Regions from separate parts of the Oryzias latipes genome. Here region 1 is linked to region 2. The links are chromatin contacts, called in public Hi-C maps. All regions are on one chromosome and are shown on one strand. The core of a region is the stretch at or near the end of the contact, and the rest is flanking DNA. Distances in the headings are between cores, read along the strand shown. Region 1 holds the start of LOC101156834 (protein capicua homolog). Region 2 overlaps LOC101156340 (POU domain, class 2, transcription factor 1).

Region 1 (4,901 bases), core at 834-3,333, 69 kb before region 2:
GAGGCCTAAATTGATGGGCAGCTAGCAGTTCTACTCTGCGCTCCCTGCTCGGGTGATCAGCATATAAGTGTGTTGCTGAATGCTGCTTTTCACCTCAAGTTCTGCGTTAGCAATGACTGCATGCATATTTTCTGCACTGCTTCTGCATTTTGTCTTCATTCTTCCTCGTTAAATAAAAACAGGGTGTAATAGGCTGGGAGTTGTGTTCGTCTTATGTTACCTGATTTGCACATCTTGTTAAAACCAGACTATTTGTGTCCTATCAGGGTGTGTTGCACCTCCATACTAAGTTAGGTATTGAGTGTATTTGGTGCTGGCTGATAGCAGAGCTCCATGCAAATTCCCATTAAACCCAGACTACATAAAACAGCCACCATAAAATAATTTGGCAGCTGGCCTTAGTTGGTCATGACATAGCATGCTACATGTGTTTCTCAGTAGTGTACTGAGTACAACAGCTGGCGTGAGAGCCACGGGCCTCATGATAACAGCTTAAAGGCACACTGATGCAACCTACTCTCTGCAGATTGAAATAAAGAGCAAGAGTCCTTCTCTTGGGTGCAGCAATCATTTGGCACCGAGCAGGGGAGCAACTTAAATCTTTTTTTTTTTTTTTTTGCCAGGCAGCATTTAAGATGATATGAGTGTGTAGTAAACACCAGAGTTGGCAGAATCCAGCAGGCTAAAGTCATTTGAGGTGAGGAAAACACCACCAGCTGTTTTTCTGTGTTCCATTGACCTTTAACATTTCTACATACCATTTTGGTCCGTTTTATTCATCTAAACAGTCTTCAGTCTATCATCCAATGTCAAATCTAAATTAGATTAAAATTGTTTTAACTAGATTGCCTTTAAACAGGTTTGATAGGGTTCAAAAGTAGATAATGTGTTAACAAAAACCCCTTACAGTTTATAACAGACTTACAACAGAACACGCCTGGGACGCATACCTGCAGAAACGAGCTCAATCCACAGATAACAGCTGTTAACTTCTTCTCCAGAGCATGCAAACAACAAACGACGATGTCGTAATCTCTGGTTTAACTGGATAGTACCGTGACAAGTCATCGTAGTACAGCGATTACTACCGGTTTTACTCCACAGCACTGCAGGCCGTGGCGTGCAGCGACCAGGCCGCAGCTCAACGCTTGAAATGCCTCCTGGAAATCTTCCTCCCCGAGGATGAGAATCGGTTTAACGGGCATAGTAACCCCTAATGCCCTCCCAGGCGACCCATATTCTTCGTGCGGCGGTGTCCCGTACAGATGGGTCCACTCCTGTGGCGCGCGCGTCCACAAACACCACACAAAAGTTAAGTTTGTTTAGCCAATCCGACGGTGGCAGTCGCTGGAACGTAAACAGCTAAAGCTTCCTCGGCAACTTTGACGTTTGCGTTACTACGGTGGCGTTACAAAGTACCGAGAAGCTCCCCGCAAACACAAGTGCAAGAGGAAGGCCCGCAAACAAGACACGCACTCATCCTAATGGCCGTGAGAAAGGGGGGGAGGAAGAAAAACCCCGCACGAAAACGTGTCAGTCCGATGATGAAGAACGGCGTACTTTTCACTATTTATTCTGCGAAGTCCGGCGACAAACAGTTATGGCGTAGAATTCCTTTCTAGAGGAAAAGTTTCTCGCTCGCGGTGTGTCGCCGCACCTCTCCCCTTTTTTTTCCACCCATAGAAAAACAACCGTTCCGGCCGGACTATTTTTTATATAAATAAAATCCGCCCAGATGTCGGAAACTACGCCGCTCAGACGAGCCGCTAACTGGGCTTCTAAGCATAGCAAACAAGCGTTAGCACCGCGGCTGGAGCACAACAAGCCTCACCGCAGTGCTGCAGGAGATTTGTAGGCAGCTGGTACTCACCGAGGCTAATGGAGCCCGCGTGCCTTCCTCTGCGGAGTTGTCCGGGTAAAATGGGGCACGGTGACTCGCCGCCCGCACCTGCCAACTATCGGCCTCTCATCTTTATCTGGCGAGTCAACTTTAAAGGAGGAAAAACTACTGCCCCGTACATTCTACTCTACAGTCGCAAAATGGTGAATGGAGCCCAGCAGCCCTGACAACCAGCCCGCGCGGCCAATAGCGCAGCACGACTGTGTACAGTAGCCAATAGAAAGCGGCAGAAGTGGAGCGAGGGCGGGGCCACGTGTCAAAGTAAAACTGATTGACAGGACGGCTTGACCAATCAGCGTGTGGGAAAACACAGAACAGCTGTTGGAAAAGCCAGACTGCTGTGACCAATAGGACTCCAAGATGGGCATGTCTGAGACTTCACACAGGCACGCAGAAGAGCAGTGAAACCTTCCCCTCCTCTGTCTTTCTTTCGCTTTTTTATTGCTTTGTCATTTGTTTGTTTAAATAGTGTGGTAGACACAATTGTATACTCTCCTTTTAAAAACAGGTGTGAGCGACCCGTAAAAAGCAATTCTAAAACTTAAAAAGTGTCAGCTTCCTCTTATTAAACATTTGACTTAAAAAAAAAAACTCTTCCGCGATTTTTGTTGTGCTTTTGTGTCCGCACTCCAGTCTGAGTAATCCACAGGTTAAGTGTAGTTTCAACAAAAGACAAAAACACCAACTCCCAAATTCTCTGTCTCATCTCTCCATCTCACACACAGACAACTTTCTCAGCTCTAAGCCAATCAGAGCTCAGCAATACAGCGGAGTGCCGTCAGGTCCAGCCTCCTCCACCAATCATAGGAGCCTATCCGAGCCATACGTCACCGGAGTTGAATGTGATTGGTCGAGAGGCAGGAGGTCTGCAGGCCAATGGCCGTGTGCTATGATGAGGTCATTGTGCTTGTTGCCATCAGCTTGGCCAAACAGGAAGAGTGAAACCCAAGTGAGTAAATTGAACGCAGGATTATGGTTCCTCTGAGAGTGACCCAAATGCGCAGTAGGTCTGCCTGTGCACACACAAGCAGACACAGACGGGTGTGCACGGAGCAACACAACATGCAAATGATCAGACACAAACAAAACTCTTGAGTAACACATCCTGCAGGGACTTCATACAACAGAACTATGTTCTGTTTCCATAGGGGACAGACGCAGAAGGGGATTTTCAGTCAATGATCACACAATCTTGGCTGTTGCAGTGGTGCGCACTGAACTCCCGACTACACAAACGCAAGCAATGACAACAGGGAGCACACATTCAAGCAAGCACCTGCACACACAGCATAGTGAGAACACGCCTGAGCGTTATATAAGCTGTACGTGTGGTGGAGCATGCACACACACAGCCGTTTGAGTAGCTTGTGCAGACAAGGCAGCCTGTTTAGAATCCACAAACACAATAACACCCTCTGATCCTGTGCACACTCGTGCTCATTAATTTATTTGCTGTGCATCATTTATTGCCATAACATGTGCAACTTGTGACCGAAAAAGCAACGTGGCAAAGTGCAGAGAGACTCCACACCCATGGTGGAGAAGCACAGCAGTCTGACTGCTTTCACTTGGAGGGCGGCTGGTTTCGTAATGCTTCACCGAGAAACAAACCTCTGCGTGAGGACAAGATACAAAGACGAGGTTCCAGTCAAAGATGGAGGGGAACCAGATGCTGAAGGACAGACAGAATGGGACTTCCTGCTGCATAAGTGGAGTTGTGAATGAGCCCTGCAAATCCATGTGGCATTAACACCTTTAAGCACTTTCTAAGAACAAGGCTGAAAACTGCAGCTAAGCCCCTCCCAAATCCTGTGGACTTTAGGGCCACTTAACTGCTAAAAGGCTCCACGAGGCCCTGCACCACGACCAACGCCACACTCCAACGCCCTCCGATTCAAGAGCGACAAAGATCCAGCCTCTTCAGCGGGGCCAATATTCTCAAGTTGAGCAGATGTAGAACAGATTCAGCAGCAGGTGTGAATGATTCACCCAAACACTTACTCACAGACAATGCTTACACAATAAGCTCGTAAAGCTCTAAATAACCTCCTCGTGTTAGCTGTCCAGGTCCTCCCAAATCTGTTTGAGCACGGACGGAGAAGAACCGCTGAGGACCATGTGACAGCCCCCACGGTGACTCAGCAGTATGGCTTCAGTCCTGTAATCATGTAATAAATATCATCACTTTTCCCATCTAGGATTCACAAAAACACGTGAGCTCTAAAAAATAGCAGCTTCCAACTAAATGCAGGTCTATATGCCAGTTTTTCTGTAAAACTATTACAAAAAAGAGACTCTGAAAGCACTTCCGCGTTCATGCCAGAATGTGCAAACGAATATGAGAGCCTGCAGTCCTTAAATAGCTGTTAACTGGCTGATTGACAGGAAACATGTACTCAACCAGAGTACTGTCAGCTCCAACAGTGGGTTTTAAAATTCAGCAAGGGAGTTAGACCGGCAGACTGCCAAAGAAAAAGTAAAAATCTGTACATTGATGCCTTTACTACCACTTTAAATCATCAATTAGATATCTTTGAGACCCATTCTAATGGGTTTAAGGTGTTTTTAAGATGTTCTTGTAGCCTTTTCTGATTATGGAGGACACAAAAAAATAAAATTCATATTATAATTAGATTTCTGATTATTTCTTTATTAAATTCATTGGGACTTAGGAGCAGACAAAAAATGCAGTTTGAAAAAGTTTGTAGTTGTTGTATACAAACTACAATCAGCAGGCTATGACCTTCCTGCTGTGCTACATTTTGATGGACCCACTTGTAGAAAAATAGATCCATGAACTTCTTTGTTTTCCTTGTCTGAGCTGGTCTCTGGTTCAAAAACTCGACATAATCATCATTAAAAGACCACTGGGAATGCTTTAAAATAGATCAAAAGATGTTTTGAGGGAGACTTTAGTATTTTAATATCTAATGTTTTTGTTGTTTTTCACAACACTCAGGCCTTTTTAGGAGGTCCAGCATTCCTCCAAAGATGCAAATGT
Region 2 (5,379 bases), core at 2,134-4,633:
TTAAGCTGCATTGTAGAAAAAATAGAAAGGAAAAGGTTTTCTTTTAAACTTTCTCCTTGATAAATCCACGACAACGAGGGCCGAACAATCCTGCCTGAAGTTATTCCTTTATTTTTTCCCCTCTTTCTGCTAACAGGAATTTTTTTGTTTTCATCAAGGCCAAAAGAAGTCTCTTATGTTTCCAGGTGACATGAGAGGTTCAGAAAATTTCACAGCCACAGAAGAACTTCATTAAAAAGCTGCCAATGTCTGAAGTGCTGTTATGTGTGGCCGTTTATCTACATTAAACCCAGGTGCTGGATGTCACTATCAGTGTGAACAAGAACCCTGAATGCTTATATACACATGGAATGACTGAGTGTGTGAGTTGTGTTTGTAGTGTAGCGTCCCGCTGTGGCAGGTTTAGCTTTGGTATCAATCGGGGTCCACCACAGGCTGCACAGGCACACATACAGACGGAGCTGCACTGCAGTGGGAGCAAACAACGCCAACGCAGGAAATATAGGTTGCGTTTAATTTGACCACCGCTCCGTTGTTTTTTTTTGTTTTTTTCAGTCCCCACAGTGAACCTGGAACACATCCGAGTGCTGAGCGACTCGCTGAAAACACCACGTCCAATCTGGTAAACAGGATTCTGTTTTTCTCCCTTCAACAGCAATGATGAGTACACAAAAAGAGCAACACCCCCAACACCCCCAAACATGGAGGTTAAAGCCATTGGAACAAGCGGTTCATGAAATTCTTGCAAGGGCTAGCTTCACACCCCTCACTCCTGAGTTCAGACAAATGATGTATTCTGTGTTTTGTCTTTCTTCATTAAAGCTTGAGACTCTATTTGGTTTTTCATCAGAGGATCAGAGGTATGTGTCCAGCCCCCCCCGGCCCTCCATTAAGACGGAGAGAATGAAGCGCAATGAGGAGACGAAAAGGGGGAAAACTTACAGAGGAGGAAAAGGAAAAGTTTAGATCAAATCAAATGCATTATTGTATGGAGTGAACGAGGCTCGACTCGATGACACAGGTGACAACCATTGACTGTATATGCGAACTGGACTGAGTGACCCCTCCCCCATGGTGTTCCAAACAGGAAATACCTGCGGGTTCTGAGAAGCCAAAATCCCATAGACTTCTTTGTGGAAACAGTCTTCTTCTTCTCAGAATAACCATTCTCGATCTGCTAACTTTTTAAAATCCCGTTAATCCCAATTTTTTTAAATTAAAGTTTTAAAATGACCAAGACGCCTCAATTAAAATAGGTTCAAAGCATTTGATTGACAGATTCTCCCGAGCCCGCTTTGAATTACTAGGGGTGTGGACTTCCAACAAGCTCACCCCTGATTGGTGAGAATGGTTGCCATTAAAATGTTAACTCAGGCCGACTCCGCTCAATAACTACTTACTGACATTGTCTGGTTCCAACATGCAGGCGTTCAGGTTATGAAAATATGCTGACTGAATTGACTTTGATTCATTGGAGCTGTAAGTAAGTCCTTTTCTAAGGGTGACATCACACTCACTCAGTCCAGTTCTCACATACAGTCAATGTTGATGACACATCTGGAAAAGATAACTTGCTTTGGGTTTCAATAAAACTTTTCAGGCAACTACATCTTGGCCAAAAAGCCATGTAAAACTGAGTCTAACATGCTAAAATAACAGCTAGTCTTCTTTTGACTTTGTTTAATTTCAAAAGAACTAAAGAAAGTTTAAAAAAACAAAAACTTCAATAGTTGGTGATTTTTTTTCTTTTCTTTGTTGTTAACTTGGTGACCGCTGGGGGTTGGAAACCTTAACCATAACCTGGTGAGAAAACTATAAACTCTTTATATGGAAACAGAAGTATTGATCCGTTTTTACATGAGGGGTGAGTAAAGGTGACATGAAAGTCTGAAGAAACCTGAACCTGATAATGAGAAGTTCCTCCACCGCGGTTTTCCCACCTCCTATCTCCCCGTCTCCTGTTTCAACAGTCGTTAGGTTTGGGTTTGCTCTGCAACATTCGTCTGAGATCTTCTCGCCTTGAACTCAAGACCACCTTCCTGCCTCACTATTACCCCTGAAAAGCTAGTACAAAGAGGACTTAAATAGAATCCATAAATACATAAATAAGAATCAATAAATAAATAAGGTTAGAGACATTATAGACATAATATTCCACATCAAGCACACACCTTGCTCACACAATAAATACAAGTTTTTTACCCAACAAGGAGCCTGTGAAGAGTTTTAAAGCTTTGGGTTCTCAAACCATCATGAACGGATAAAACATGAGCGGATGAACATGTTTTATGGTGTAAAGTTTGCCTTAAAGCTTGTTGCTGGTTTTGCTTTCACGTCTCTTCCAATCCCTCCGATCGTCTCTCCCAAAAGTTAACTTTAGAAGTGGGACATTTGCGATAAAACACGCTGGTTTTCATCGTCAGTCAGGCGGCTGAAGATGTTCCAAGAATTGCAAGTGTTTCCATTTTTAGATTTAAGTTCCAACTTTTTTTTATCTGATCTGATCCAAATGAGAGTGATGGGAGCTAAAGGGGTCAAACAGAGGAGAGATCAGTGTGATGGTGAAAGCAGGGATTTTGTGTCCCGTTGGCTTCGTCTGTGGAGGATTAATCTCGGCACTCATGCAGGAACGCAGTCTGACACACAGCTTGTGCATTGGTCAACAGGTTGCTGTATTTGGTTTGTACCAAAAAAAAAAAAGATTTTGGTTTTAAGTTTTGGCTTTGTAATGTTAAACATTCTGAACAAACTGATGAGTTTAAAAAAAAATCTTTTTCTCTCATGGAAGCTACATTTTTACATTTTGTTAGCGCAAATCAAAAGTTAAAAACCTGGAGCACAATCAAAGAGACACCATGGGAAAACGTCCCATTCTCCGTTAAAAGCAAAAACCAATGAGACGAACCCAGACATCAGGAACAGACGCACAATGGAAATAAAAAAAAAATCAAAATCTATATATTCTTAAGTCAGTTTGTTGAGGTTATTCCTTACTCCATCTGTCCAGGAAAGGAAAGTGAGAGGAAAGCTGTCGGCAGAGGGAGGGAAGGAGGGAGCGTTTCTGTCTGTTGACACGAGGACGGCAATCACAGATAAATACGGACAGACAGGGCTTTACTCACCCCTTTTCTCCCTAGCTCCCTCCCCCTCTTTGTTTGTATTTGGTTTGCTTACAGTTTAATCATTCATACAGTAACTAGTAGCAGTTAAAGTAGCTTTTGGTTTTGAGTGACTTTTTGGTTTTTTTTGGTCCGCTGCTTCAAGCGCTCCTGCCTCTCCCCTTCTTTTGTCCTGCTTTCCCCCCCTCCCGGAGGCTTATTCCAACCGTTGGCTCCTCTGCTCCTGACCGCTACTCCTTCTCCTCCTCATCTCTTTTGGCCTTTTGATGTGATCTTTGGAGACAAAGGAGAGGGGCAGATGGGAGGAATGCAGGGAGGGCAGGGTTTGGGGGCAGTTTGGGGAACGTCAGTGTTTCACCTCCTCCTTTTGTTCTTTTTTTTTTTTTTTTTTTTTTTTTGGTCTTTGTTAAGCTTGCAAGACGTGTGTGTATGTTTCTCCTTTGACACTGCTGAGGTTTGTCTGGACACTCGTCTCCAGGCGAATCCAGAGACAACGCTGCCAGAGGTTAGGCTTTGGTATCCGAGAGTGACTGTCTGGTGGGAGAAGATGAGCGGTCTGGAAGATGGCGTGATGTTGAGTGGTAACAAATCAAAGACGGGAAACAATGCAAAAGAAAGCATAATTCTTTGCCTTTGGTGTGAGTCCATACTTTGGTTTCCAGACATTAGATGAATGCTGAAGATGAATATTTGGTTAAGAATTCCTTCATTTGAACAAAAAAACGACAAACCCCCAAATGTTTAAATGTTTACCTGGGATTAATGACACCGACCCCCCTAGGAGATAGTTTTTAGGTTACTTTGTTTAATGTGGGCTGTCATTATAGAGGTCAACTGATCCGCCGCTGTAAAGTTGGACGATCAGTCTCAAGTGGCTAAGACAGGGAGGTAGATATCCTGGGTTCAGGTGTAACAGACTAAGCGTCCTATGAAAGATGAGTACAAAACAATAGAAAAATAGATGCAAGTCTTGGACTAAAAAAATGGAAAAAATCAATCCTAGATGAAATGACAATGAATGAAAGCTGGACAGATCACAAGTAAAAGTCTTTTGGAACTAAAGCTTTTCTCTCCGTTTGTTGTCTTTTTTTGGTTTTTAGTTTTTTGGTATCTTGGAGATTTTGGTTTACATCAAACAAGTGTGTGTTCCTATCAGGCATCCTCCTCTCAAGCATCATATGACTATCCAGGCTCACGTCAGTCTTTTCCTCGCCTCCTGTTTCTCACACACAGTCTTCATCCCTGACCTCATCGTTTTTTTTCCTCTGTTGTCTGCAGCCTCTAAAAGCAAGTCATCCGTTTTTTTTCTGTTAGGCAAAAATGCGTTTCAGTGCCGCTTCTCCAACTGTAGTTAATTATTTGGTTTTCAAGTCCGTCCGTCCCCCTTGCCCAGCAGTTCTCTCTATCTTCTCCAGTTCTCCTCTCTCCTCTCCATCCCCCTCATCGGTCTGTGTACAATTTTTGGCTTCAGAAGACTTCAGTGGTGAGGAGCACAGAGAGAGGCGAAACCAGGGAGAAGCAGACAGAGAGATGGCTTTGGTTAAAAGGCGAGGTTGTAGATTTAGATTCTTAAAGCGTCATTGATGCTCTTCTTCCTCCTCCTCCTCATCCAGCTCGGAGAAGGCTCTTTGGGTGCCACTCAGCGATCAGTCGGCCATGGTCCCGCCCAAAGTGGGTGGCGAAGCTTCGCTGAAGGAACAGAAAGAGGCGGGGCTTGAACAAGGGGACACTGACTCCTCTTGGCACAAACTGGGGCTCATGAGGTTGCTGGTGCCAGTGGGCGGAGACTGGCAAAAAGAGGGCCTCAGGCCACACCCACTGCCGGCGCTGCTGCTGACCAACCCCATGGTGGGTGTGGAGGTTGTCGCCATGGAGGTGACCATAGGCAGGAGGCCAGGGCGGTTGAGGAAGAGAGAGGGACGAAGAGAAGAGGAAACAGTGGGGCCCCCAGGTCCTCCCAGAAGGATGTGACCTTGACCCCCTTCAAGGCTGGAGAGAGACAGCTGCCCGCCGCTGGCTGCCAGCGCTGGTCAGGTGGAGGAGATGAAGAAGCAACAACAGAGAAAGAGCAGAGGATTAAAGATTTAGAATGACAACGATGGTCAAGTGTCTAAATGTAGACCTTTAACTCCTCTAAAGATGAAGAACAAACCCAAAACTTGCAAGCAAACTAATCTGCAGCTAAAAAAACAGACGTTTACAACTGAGAAGTATGACCGTGTGAAGGAAGGAAGGAAGGAAATTTGTCTGTGTCGATCCT

Evidence for each region. Hi-C and Micro-C count contacts between places; a contact is called where the count stands out from the background.
Region 1: a Hi-C map of embryo shows a contact between it and region 2, with 3 times the contacts expected there. The contact joins the promoter of LOC101156834 here to the enhancer-like site in region 2. A contact is called at or near these places in 5 of 5 Hi-C or Micro-C datasets (embryo, fibroblasts and gastrula embryo).

Annotation. Positions count from the first base shown.
Region 1 is chr11:16,748,185-16,753,085 of ASM223467v1, reverse strand. LOC101156834 (protein capicua homolog) reads right to left here and starts at 2,083. Exons shown (of 22, transcript XM_011481012.3): 1 at 1,871-2,083.
Region 2 is chr11:16,680,300-16,685,678 of ASM223467v1, reverse strand. It overlaps LOC101156340 (POU domain, class 2, transcription factor 1), which reads right to left. Exons shown (of 16, transcript XM_011481010.3): 16 at 128-5,145. The coding sequence ends at 4,766. Among protein-coding and RNA genes, the nearest start is that of LOC101156593, 31 kb to the left of the region's middle. Within about 2 kb of position 3,383, at least 2 of the 8 cell types and tissues checked have an H3K27ac peak or open chromatin away from gene starts, as enhancers often do. A contact at or near this core is called in embryo and gastrula embryo, where this site is marked.